Linked DNA regions of Mus musculus: region 1 is linked to region 2. Evidence: chromatin contacts called from public HiChIP or PLAC-seq data. All regions are on one chromosome and are shown on one strand. Each heading gives the region's core, a stretch centred on a gene start, on an enhancer-like site or on the middle of the called end of the contact. The rest is flanking DNA. Distances are from core to core; before and after follow the strand shown. Region 1 overlaps Gm38469 (spidroin-2). Region 2 has its middle 37 kb from the start of Gm6961.

Region 1 (5,887 bases), core at 19-2,518, 470 kb before region 2:
CTCAAACTCTAGGGCTCACATTCATGTGCAGCAAGCATTTTCTCTCCTGAGCCATCTCAACAGCACAGCATTTCCTTTTAAGAGTAGGATCTCTCATTGAACCAGCAGCTTACTCTTTGCCTCTACTGGTGGCCAGAAAGCCTTTGGGACCCACCTATATCTATTCTCCGAGTCCCAGGGTTACAGATGAGTGTGGTTACACCAGGCTTCTATGCCGGTAAGGGGTGGGATCTGAACTCTGGTCCTTGAGCTTGCTCGGTAAACACTGCCCAGGAAGCCACTTCCTTAGGCCCCAAACTGATCTCTCTAGACTCCATCAAGGCTGCCTCTCAGCTGTCCCTGCCTATTTTTCTTCCACTTTCTAACCTTTCTCAATTTTTTTTTTAACTGTTAAGAAGCAAGTCTTAGTTAGCGCTGTCAGGTCTCAGCTTACTATCATTGTTGTTGTTGTTGTTTAATCCTTTTTACAACTCTACTCAAAGTTGAAAGTATCATCCTGTCAAAGCAATCTCCAAAGGTGATTTATTTGTATTTATTTGTGTATTTCCTTTCTGAGATGGGATCTTGCTACACACAGTCTCATCATCCCGCCTCCGCAGCCGTTGGCCGCCTCAGTGCTGGACATGCAGGCTCCAGGACGAGTCACCTGTATTTACTTTTTTATTTTTTTATTTTTTATTTTTATTTTTATTTTTTTGTCCAGAAAAGGCTATTTGTTTTTTATTTTTTATTTTTTTTGTTGTTTTTTTGTTTTGTTTTTTGTTTTGCTTTTTTTGTTTTTTGTTGTTTTTTTGTCACCTGTATTTACTTGGGTGACTCCTCACTGTCTGTCACTATTCTCTGCAGAGTAAGGATCTTGTCTCATTCATTCCTGAGTCACGTACCCCAGATCACTGTCAGGTGCTTGGGCAATACAACGTCGCTCACTCTGTACTGAACGAGTGAATTCGTTTCTGGGACATTTTTGCAGTTACGGAGTGAGTTCTGGTTTTTCCTATTTTTCTCATCCCTCCCAGGACCTGTGATGAAGGGTTGTTCACTGTGTGTGTGTGTGTGTGTGTGTGTGTGTGTGTGTGTGAGAGAGAGAGAGAGAGAGAGAGAGAGAGAGAGAGAACGAACACTGGCTACTGCTTACAAGATCCCAGTAGTTAGGAAGCAGAGAGAAAAACACTGGCTGGAAGCAGGGCCAGACTGCAGCCCAGAAGGCCTGCCACCCCAGGGACCACTTCCTCCCGTGAGGCTCCACCGTCTAAAGGTTCCGAAACCCTCCAAGCCAGCTGCCAGCTGGGAACCAGGTGTTCAAACACTCAGTCCAAAGGGGGGCGTCCAACAGCCACACCATAACAGGATTCAAGTGAAAAACTGAAAGACTACAGTTGTAGCCTAGATGGAATGGTGTGTGTGTTGGCGGGGGGGGGGGGGGGGGGGGCTGGGAGGGAGGGGAAGGAGGGGAGAGGGGGTGCTGAGGGGAGGAGTTGGGCCTGAAGAGAAGAAAGACACGTAAGGCAGAATCAGGTTTGACTAATCAACTCAATGAAAAGAGACAAGGGAGGTCTGACTGAAAATTACACAGCTTAGGAGTGGCGGTGTTATCATGAACAGGAACAGAGGTGGGTCTGAGGAGAGGCTTATGGGTTCTATTTTTGATGTAGCATGGCAGGGTGCTAACAGGGAATTAGGTATGAGGAATGTGACTGGAGAGAGAGGTCACCTCTGGAGACGCCACTTTGGGAACTGTGTGCATCAAAGTGCTAATTAAACCCATGGGGGCTGATTGGAAGCGGCCAAGCCAGGAAGCCCAGAGAGAGCAGAGTCTGTATCAGAAGCCAGCCAGCCAGGAGAAGAGGGTGGGAGGAAAGACTGTCCAGCACTGAATGCTGTCCCAGGCTGCTGGAGGAAGCGGATAAAGTGGGGGGAAAAAGTCTTTCACTCACATGACTCTGCTTTCTAAACTTCCGTTTGTTTCCACTGTAAAAACTGTTCTCTTTCTAGTCCTTTCTTAGCCTATTAGCTTTTAAGTCTCATAGTCTATTAACCGGAACAAACCAGCATCAGTCAGTAAAACACTACTTTGTTCCCCTGGTTTCCTGTACTATGCAACACGTTCTAACACATTCTAGATATGGTTTGGATAGGACTAGTCCTCCAAGGGCTCTTGTGCTGAATGTTTGGTCCCTAATATAGCGGTGCACACTTGTAAATCTCAGCATTCAGGAGGAAGAGGCGGAAAGATTAGTGGGCAAGCCTGGGCTCTATAGAGATATGGATGTAGTTTACTGGTGAGGCACCATTTGCCTAGCTCACAGCCCCTTCCTCAACAAACAACAACAAAACAAAAAACAAACTGCACTGGGCTCTAGGTGAAGGTGGTGTGGTCATTAGGGGTTACCTGAGGACGGGCACAGAACAGTGCAGTTCTTGTGGCGCCCCCTATGGGTTCACAGAGGACTGAGCTAATAGTACCTCAGAGTGCGACGAGCCCCTCCCCCAGCCTCTGGCTTTCTTCCTGTGTAGTCTCTCTCATACGCTCTCCTGTCATGATGCAATCTACATCGTGTGTTATGTATGTCACAGCCACAGGGACTCCCACCGGAGGCTGAACAGACAAGACTTCCCAATCTTCGCATCTCAGCCTCCAGACCTGCTAGTTAATAGATGCTTGTCCTTTCTTCTCCCTTCCAGCCCCTGGGTTCTCAGCCTCTCTCGTGTGAGGGCAGCGGATTACTGGGTGACTTAGACCAGTGGTTCTCAAACAATGACCCCGTCACAGGGGTCAACTAAGACTATCGACAAACACAGGCACTTAAACTGTAATGCGTAACTGGAGCAAAATTATGAAGTAGCACCAAAAATAATCTTATGGGTGGGAGTCACCACAGACAGCATAAGGAGCTGTATTAAAGGGTCTCAGCATTAGAACGGTTGAGGACCACGCTTCAGGCTGTCCTATGTGAGCCACCTGTATTTAGTATACATTTGTGGGTTCTCCTCCTCTAGCGGACCCCATTCCATACTAACATGCTCTCAAGTGCTTTTCGTTTGGCTTTAGCCAAACGTCTTTTGGGGAAAACTTGAGATGAACATAAACAGAAGTGTCTCTGCTTTGTTCGTGATACTGCTTTCCCACCGCTCTGGTGCTCACCTTACCTGCTACACGATATATATATATATAAAAATGGGGTGCAGTCATGGTAGTCCAACACTGACTCTCTTGGTAGAAGGGCTGATAATCTGGTAGCCATCATTCCAGGAGACCAGAGGTCTCTGTAATTCTGATCGTGTACTTGAGTCCTGGAGTGTCTGGAGAGCTGCTGGCTTTCAGTCTGCGCTGAGAACCTAAAGAAGTTGGATTGAACGCCAGCAGCAACAGGATAGATGAGCTTGCCCAGGAGAGCAAGGGCAAGCAGACAAAGAGCAAGGTTCCCCTCTCCTGTGTCCTTTATGTGGGCTGCCACCAGCAGTGTAGCTCCGATTCAGGGTGGGCTTCCTGCTTCAAATAATCTGATTAAGAAAATCCCTCACGGGCTGGAGAAATGGCTCAGTGGTTAAGAGCTCTTCCAGAGGTCCCCAGTTCAATTCCCAGCAACCACATGGTGGACCATAACCATCTGTAATGGGATCTGATGCCCTCTTCTGGTATGTAAATAAATAAATACAATCCCTTGCGTGCACGTGAGTGCATGCACACACACACATATTTGAAATTATATATATGTATATATATATATATATATTATATACACACACACACATATTATATATATATATACCCATACCTCAAAGAGTGCCCAGTATCCTGGGCTTTAGTTAATTACACATGGAGTTAAGTTGGCAACCAAGATTAGCCATCTCAGGGAGAAAAGGTTTATTTTCCCTTATAGTTCCAGATCAGATCCGGTCCATTCTGGCAGAAAAGGCATGACAACAGGAATGAGAGGCCAGCCTGGAGGGAGGGAGGGAGGGAGGGAGGGAGGGAGGGAGAGAGAGAGAGAGAGAGAGAGAGAGAGAGAGGGAGGAAGCGAGACAGAGAGGCACAGAGACGCAGAGAAAGAGGAAAAGAGGAAGTGTAGCCAGGCTGTGCAGCCTCCAAGCCTGCCCTCAGTGATAAACTTCCCTCAGCAAGCCCCCCACCCCTAATGAATTCCATAACTTCCCCAAACATTGCCACCAACTGGGAATCAAGTGTACAAACATACGAGCCTACAGAGGACATCTCTCATTCGCACCCAATAGTCTCTAAATACAAGGACAGCGCCATCTGTTTATTCCTAGGCTTTCCAAGCATGTCCCTCCATGGACTCACCTCAGGTAGCCCGAGCTCATCACTCAGCCAGTTCACCTCTTCCTCCAGCTTAGTGCTCACTCCTGTGATGGCATTCGAAGGAGCGTCCCAGTGATACCATCCCTTGAAGGACAGCCATAGTCTCTGCCTGCCAGCCTGCTGCCTGGGTTGTTTCTCCCACATCTTTTCTTTGCAGGAGGCACTTTGTAATAAAAATAAATCCATTTTTTTCTTTCCCAGTCCTGCTCCCAGAATGAAGACTCTGAGACTAATTATTAATAAATGCCCAGGCCATAAACCTTGGCTCATTCCCTGACAGGCTCATAACTTATTTAACTAACACTTAAGCTATTTTATGTCTACCACTTGGTTAGTTACCTCTCCTCAGTCCCCAACCTTCTTCCTTTGCGTCTTCTCAGCTTCTTGCTTACATCTCTCCTTATTCTATCCTGACTTCAGCTATTTGTTGGTTTATTTCCATCTCCCCCGAGTTTCCCAGGCGAGTCTCCCTTTTGAGCTCTCACTATTACCCAGAATCCTCTCTTCCTGCATTGTCCCACCTTCTACTTTCGCCTCAGCTCATTGGCCATTGGCTTTTTAATTGACAGGTGATGCTTATCAGAGATAGAGGTACAGCATTTGGTGATCGTGAGCAAAAGATTGGGATCTGGGAGAGAGAGGCATCAGCAAAAACCTTGCCTTTTCAAACTGAGGTGCCTTTGGAGTGAGTGGAAGCTATTAAAGCCCTCAGCCCCTGAGCGCCAGTTGGCACCGTGGTTTCATAAGCCGCATCAGAGGGCTGCAGGCATGGAGGGATGGGCTCTCCAGCGCTTCCTTCAGATCCCAGATGCCACGGGTAACTCTTTTAAAACTATGAGTCTTAAAAAGAATTTTTGGATCTCTTTTTTCCTTTTAAAAATGTATGTAGCCACTAACATGGCTTTTTGAAAAGTAAATAAGCAGAAGAAAGGACACGTTTATCCATTACAGTCTTTAACTATGAAGAAATTTGCTGAGACATGTTGATTTTAAAAGCTCAAATTCACAACACTTAATTCTGTAACAGAATAAGAAGTGGGTGGGTTTGTAGATAGAACGGGGGTAAATTAAGCAGAAACAAGAGAGGAGTAACGTTGAGGCCTCTATGAGTAAGTTGATCAGATTTTATCTTCAAGTAGGTTGATCAGATTTTTATTGAGATGTCTTCCTGAATGAACTTCCCTCTCCTCCACCTTGTGTCTCTTTCTCACGGATAGAGGCTTCTTTTCATTTGATTGTAAAATACAGCCGAGATGCTGGTGAACGACTGTGGCCAAGGCTGGAGGAAGAGCCAGCATGATAGTGTGAGGGCCTCGTGTGGATAGTGTTCATTTACAGATGAAGCACCATTTCAAAGCCTGTAGACTGTAGACTCTGTTCTGATTTGGATATGAGTATTTCCATTGTTGGATGCCTCCTTTTAGGAGGTCCAGGAGACGTTAGGAGGTGGGTCTAGGTATAGGAAGTAAGTTACGGGCCATGTACCTGAAGGTTACATACTTGGTCCCAATACCTTCTTTGCTTCCTGCTTCCTGTTCATGGTGAATTAAACCACCTCTTCTCCTA
Region 2 (6,580 bases), core at 1,603-4,102:
AATGAAGTTATGCATCTGTGGCCTTATACAGCAGTTTAAGGCACGTGATAGTGGCACACCAGCTGAATTCCTTATTAAATACATTATTGTGTTCTTTGAATGTTTTTCTTTGCATTGTAGTATAAGACTGCTGTGGAGAGGGAAAGCTGTTTTCATGGAGATGGCTAGGTACCTAATAGAGACCAACTACCACAGATAATGGCTATACCAGGCATTGCAAAATATTTGGCTATAAACCTATAATTTCATATATATAGGATGCAGTTCTGTTTAATTTTAAATCTAAGTTTAAATCTGAAGAGCTTGTCTGCTCCTTGTTGCTGATAGTATATCTTCATTCACCTAGGTAGAATCTTTAGTAAGGAGAGTGGGGGATTTGGGTTTGGATGGAGATACAAGGATTTGCCCGTTCCTGATGGTGGCAGTGCAGCCTTTGCCTCCATGCCCCAAACAAGAAGTCTTTGAGCAGAAAGCAGGCACCACCAGTTGGCCATTCAGAAAAGCGGTCTCTGAAGACTGAAATGTTATCAGTCACACAGACAATAACAAAGCTATCATGTATGACAAGAAGCAAGTTCATTACAAAAATAAATAAATTCTCAAAAGAAATAGATTTAGGGATGGTATATTTACATTACAAAACCCTACACAATCTTTTTTATTTTGAGATTTATTTATTATTATATCTAAGCACACTGTAGCTGTCTTCAGACACACCAGAAGAGGGTGTCAGATCTTGTTATAGATGGTTGTGAGCCACCACGTGGTTGCTGGGATTTGAACTTAGGACCTCTGGAAGAGCAGCCAGTGCTCTTAACCATTGAGCCATCTCTCCAGCCCAACCCTACACAATCTTGTAAACTTTTTTATATAGTCTGTTAGCATTTGAAGACTCTAGTCTAGGCATACCACAGGACAATACCCCAGTTCCTTCCTTCCTTCCTTCCTTCCTTCCTTCCTTCCTTCCTTCCTTCCTTTCTTCCTTTCTTTCTTTCTTTCTTTCTTTCTTTTTCTTTTTTCACACTTGGGATTTTTCTTTAATTTTTTTAAAGCATACAATGTACATATTTTCCTTCCCCTTTAAGTTAGTGTAACAATCTTCCATAATAAACTAATTAAAAAGAAGCTTTGTTCAAACATGGAATGAGATAGCAAAACCAAAACAAAACGAAATGAAAGAAAAAGCAAAATGAACCACTGCTGTCTCTGAATGCCACACCTCATGACATCCACACAAACACACGCTAGTTGCTTCAGTGTGACAGTGTTTCCTTTGGCCAGCGATCCTCACCGGCACGTGAATGGCAGAGTGTGCTCAGTCCTGTGCCTCATCCTGGCTGCCAGAGGCTCGCTCAGCTCCACATTATCCGGAGACCCTGGATGGAAGACTCTAAGATCTTGAAATCCCAAATTATCACGACTCCATCAATGCCAGTAGCACAGAATTTGCAACAATCTTGCTTACCCACTTCATAAACAGACACTTGAGTGATGCTGTTCTGGTGCAGTGTTTCCAAGGCTGGGTTGCGGTCATCGGTAATGGCCCCACTGTCCATGTTACAGAAGCGTTCCATAGCAGACATATTGTGCTGGACGTTCTATTTTGGGACTTCTAGTTTGGACACAAAGGTCAAACAGCCATGGTCATTTTAGTTAAAGAGTATCGGGCAGCAGTCATGGCCCGCAGCCACAATGCTGTTCTCTGAGACAAATGACACACTAAGCAGCCGCAGGAACTCTTAGAGTTGAAACCTGCATGCTTTTTGAGGCATCCACAACGGGCGCTGTACTGACCTGGCTGACCCAGACCAGGCGGCTCCCACTGGCAGAGAAGCTGACCCCACGCACCCAGCTGCCCGTGCCACTGCCACCAAACTCAGACATCAGCTGACCAAAAGGCATCTTGCTGCCCCAGGGCATGTTGGCTGGCTTCTTGTTCACCTCTTTGATGTAGGCAGAAGACACTCTTCTTTCGAAGTCACAAGAGCCTGCAGCCAACAAAACATTGTTGGAATGCCAGTCCAAGCTGAGGACTGTGGAGCGAATTGGCTTCTTCATGTGCTTGCTCGCCCACCAGTCATTTTCAAACTCTGAGTAACAAATAGAGATGATCGGGGTCTCTGCTCCCCACAGCAAACTCGTTCTCAAGTGGGGACCAATTCACAAAAGTGGCTGCACCGTTAATTCTCAGGATCACCAGGTGGGCTTCCAGCTGCCATCTTTCTGACTCCAGACATAGGCATCGAGGTCTGCCCCGCAAGTGATATTACAATCACTCTTAGGAGCCTAGTCAATACCTATGATGTGTCTGTTATGTTCCTTCAGCTCACGAGCTTTCGTCCACTGACTCCCATTCTTCTTGTAGATGTGCACTTCATGACTATTGGGGCTCAGGGCGATGTGGGTACCATCCCTGTTCCAGGCATGGTAGGTTATTGGCTCTAGCAGAAACTGATGCAGAAACATGATTCTGAAGTGTTTTTCCAGGTCAGGACACTGGCTGGGGTCGGGGAGGTCCAGAGGTCCTGAGGTCCGGAGCGGATGATTCTGACTCTGGTCAGTCAACACCAACAGGCTCCGGCGGGCATAGACAGAGGACCAATACCCAAATTTGTTATCAATGACTTCTTTGCATCCACTGTTTAACATTACAAAAAAAAAGTTTTTTTTCCACTTTATTTTATTTTTTTTGTCGGAATATTTTGCCTGCATGTTTGTATATGTACCACACACTTGAAGTTCCCAAAGAGGTCAAAAGAGAACATGGGATCTCCTGGAACTGGAGTTACATACAGACGGCTCTGAGCTGCCGTGAGGGTGAAGGGCTGGAACCCAGGTCTTCTGTGAGAGCAGCCAGTGCCCTTCCAACACTTGTGCCCTTCCTGCCTGAGCCATCTCTCCCTCCCTTGCATTGATAGTTTCACAGTTCTCTGAAGTTATCACTGTACCTCATCTTATTTTTATTTCCTACCACCTTCATGTGATATCCCCAGCAGAAGGTTAAAAGGCACAGTTGAGTGTCACTGTCACAATCCTGTCAAGAATCCTCCACTTCCTCTTCTACTGCTATTTTTATAGAACTCCGCCTTGTGGTTGTTGCTTGTTTAGTTTAATGGGGGCAGGTGCTTTTTACAGGTTGTTTTGACATATGAATGTATTAAAATATTATGGCATTTGGTGCAGGGTTTAGAGGCATACCTTTTAAACTCATAGATAACGAGCATTTCATGTCACATCCTCAAGCAACGTTATATCACCACGTTTTCAAATTAACCTTTCTATTTGGAGAAGTTTCAAGCGAAGCTATTATACCACATATGGTAAATTTAGGATGAACGTCAATCTTCTTCGTAAGGTAGTGAATATTTGACTGATGTTTCATCCTACATTCTGGAATAATTTGACTTTACTCCTCTCAATAATGAAAGCTATTCTCTCGTTGACAGTTTGTGTCAGACCCCTTGGTTTCCTCTGAGAAAATATTATCAGCATGCCTTTGATCAAAAGGTCTAAGGAAATATGCACAGCACGCATGCGGAGTGGAAGAGAAAGTTGTGCTAATCTCACCATAATTTGATATATTTTCACAGTGTGCAATGAATAAATTCCTAGAATAGAAATATAAATTTAATTTTGTTAAGTTTTTAAACTTTTTAAATTTAGTATCTTAAAGTTATTTTTAAAAAACCCCAGCAATTAATCAGTTTTCACAAATGTGTGCAGTGATTTGGCTAGTGCAGTTTAAGGGTAAGTTGTATCTTATTTTAGTTTTAATGTTTTGACATAGAGTGTTGTATAGCCTAAGCCGTCCTCTGGCTTGCTATGTACCTGAGGCTGTCCCCAAGTTTTTTTGATCCTTCTGTTTCTGTCTCCACCTTTGCACTGAAATTATAGGTGTGCACAAACATCTGTCCTTCCTTCCTTTCCCTTTCTCTCTTTTCTTTTCTTTCATTTTTTCTTTATTTCTTTCACCATTTTGTTGTTGTTGTTGTTGTTGTTGTTGTTGTTCTTTCGAGACATGGTTTCTCTGTGTCCTGGAACTCACTCTGTAGCCCAGGCTGGGCTCGAACTCAGAAATCCATCTGCCTCTGCCTCCCAAGTGCTGGGATTAAAGGCGTGCACCATCGCTGCCTGGCGTCTTTCACCATTTTTAAAGATAGGTCTTACTAGAGATCCCTAACTGGTCTGGAGCCTGTTATGTCGTCCAGGCTTGACTTGGAACTCACAGAGACCAATCTGTCCCTCTTTCCTGAATGCTGAGATTAAAGATGTGCACCATTTCTGGAGATTGTAAACTAAACGTAATCTGTAAGGACAGTTCTTTATATCACTATAAATGCTTGAGCCAGTACTCTTCCAGGAATGTAATTAGTCAGTGAGTGTTCTCATTTTTCTACTTAGATATGTCCCTCTAATTTAAAAATATTTTTATTAGGATGGAGACAAAGTTTCCCAACTTGTTCTTGTCCCACTATATCTGACACCTGTGACTATGCATTTACTGACAAAGTTCTTTAGCTTTGAACCAAATTCCATTTGAGTCATTTTTCAGGGTTTCTTTCCAATACATGGAAGAAGTTAAAAGATTCACTGATCCCTGCATTTCTGATGAAGAAATATATATATATATATATATATATATATATATATATATATATATACACACATATACATACACACACACACACACACACACATATATATATATATATATATATATATATATATATATACCTCATAGTATTTATATATGGCTGCCAGTAATCTCCAAGGATGGAGATACCCACTGCCAGGTTACTGCTGCAGTTGGGGCCAGATTGGCACATAGCCTTTGAAGGATGAGAAAGGAGGTATTGGAATAAAAGCGCGAACCATTGGCCTCCAAGTGGATGCTGCCTGAGTCACATTCAGCTTGTGCCTTGCAGACAGTAACGCTGCCACGCAGAGTCACCAAGAGAACCTCAGTTATTTAACTCACCATTGTCCTTCTCACACAGGTTGTTCATGTTGTGGAATTTATAGCATAGATATTAAAACTGGGTTCTGTCTCTTTGGCAAGTTACAGAACCATTTGATCTATGTCCTTCCTGTGACCGATGTATGTGCTTTCCAGATAGTACCATTTGTACAAATCCAGAACAATTATTATTGTTATCATTTTCCCCAGCTAGTCAATAGTTATAAAGTCAATATGGTAGAATAAATATGCAAATAGGGCCTGGAGAGAATGCTATGCACTTGAGAACACTAATTGCTCTTCTATAGGACCTGGGTTCAATTCCCAGCACCCACATGACAGCTCACAACTGCCTGTAACTCCAGTCCTGGGGGATCTTATGCCTTTTTATTTTTTTATTTTTTATTAAACTAATGAAATTTATTTTAAAATATAAAACTCAGTATTGACATTTTTAAGTCATCAAAATAATTTATAATAGTTAAATAACTCTTAAATATTCATGATATTTTCTGAAGCTAAAAGTAATATGCACTCAACAGGTTTTAAAAATCTATTTGAAAAATTAAACACAATAGAAGTAGAAAAAAATTTTCTTATGGAGTCCTCTATGAAAAGAAATTGTGAAAAGTTCCTGATTAGACAGAAACTAATCTATTTCCAAGGGAGAATTCTCAACATAACTGTGGCTTCATAGAATGATTAAGGTAGTGTTCCTTCTGTTTCTATTTTGTGGAATAGTTTGAAGAGTATTGGTAGTAGGTCTTCTTTGAAGGTCTGGTAGAATTCTGCACTAAACCATCTGGTCCTAGGCTTTGTTTGGTTGGGAGACTTTTAATGACTGCTTCTAGTTCTTTAGGGATTATGGGGTGGTTTAGATGGCTTTTCTGATCCTTATTTAACTTTGGTATTTGGTATCTGTTTAGAAAATTGTCCATTTCATCCAGATTTTCAGTTTTGTTGAATATAGGCTTTTGTAGTAGGATCTGATGATTTTTAAAAATTTCCTCAGTTTCTGTTGTTATATCTTCTTTTTTTCTGATTTTGTTAATTTAGATATTTCTTTGTGCCCTCTGGTTAGTCTGGCTAAGGGTTTATCTATCTTGTTGATTTTCTCAAAGAATCAGCTCCTGGTTTTGTTGATTCTTTGTATAGTTCTTTTTGTTTCTATTTGGTTGATTTCAGCCCTGAGTTTGATTATTTCCTGCTGTCTACTCCTCTAAGGTGTATTTGCTTCTTTTTGTTCTAGAGCTTTCAGGTGTGCTGTCAAGCTAGTAGTGTATTCTTTCTCTGGTTTCTTTTTGGAAGCTCTCAGAGCTATTAGTTTTCCTCTTAGCACTGCTTTCATTGTGTCCCATAAGTTTTGGTATGATGTGTCTTCATTTTCATTAAATTCTAAAAAGCCTTTATTTTCTTTCTTTATTTCTTCCTTGACCAAGTTATCATTGCATAGGGCGCTATTTAGCTTTTATGTGTATGTGTGTCTGTTGTTTTTGTTGCTATTGAAGAGCAGTCTTAGTATGGGGTGATCTAATAGGATGAATGGGATTATTTCAATCTTCTTGTATCTGTTGAGGCCTGTTTTGTGACTGATTATATGGTCAGTTTTGGAGAAGGTACCAT

The links. HiChIP or PLAC-seq counts read pairs in DNA pulled down with a chosen protein or histone mark.
Region 1: an H3K27ac HiChIP or PLAC-seq map of T-cell acute lymphoblastic leukemia shows a contact between it and region 2, with 5 times the contacts expected there. The contact joins two enhancer-like sites. A contact is called at or near these places in 2 of 484 Hi-C or Micro-C datasets (DN3 thymocytes and cortical neurons) and 1 of 115 datasets of contacts at active chromatin or transcription factors (T-cell acute lymphoblastic leukemia).

Annotation. Positions count from the first base shown.
Region 1 is chr15:96,181,467-96,187,353 of GRCm38.p6, reverse strand. All of the region lies in intron 1 of Gm38469 (spidroin-2), which reads left to right. It also overlaps the pseudogene Gm4371. Among named protein-coding and RNA genes, the nearest start is that of 2610037D02Rik, 14 kb to the left of the region's middle. Within about 2 kb of position 1,268, at least 18 of the 459 cell types and tissues checked have an H3K27ac peak or open chromatin away from gene starts, as enhancers often do. A contact at or near this core is called in T-cell acute lymphoblastic leukemia, where this site is marked.
Region 2 is chr15:95,711,078-95,717,657 of GRCm38.p6, reverse strand. It overlaps the pseudogene Gm8843. Among named protein-coding and RNA genes, the nearest start is that of Gm6961, 37 kb to the left of the region's middle. Within about 2 kb of position 2,852, at least 11 of the 459 cell types and tissues checked have an H3K27ac peak or open chromatin away from gene starts, as enhancers often do. A contact at or near this core is called in T-cell acute lymphoblastic leukemia, where this site is marked.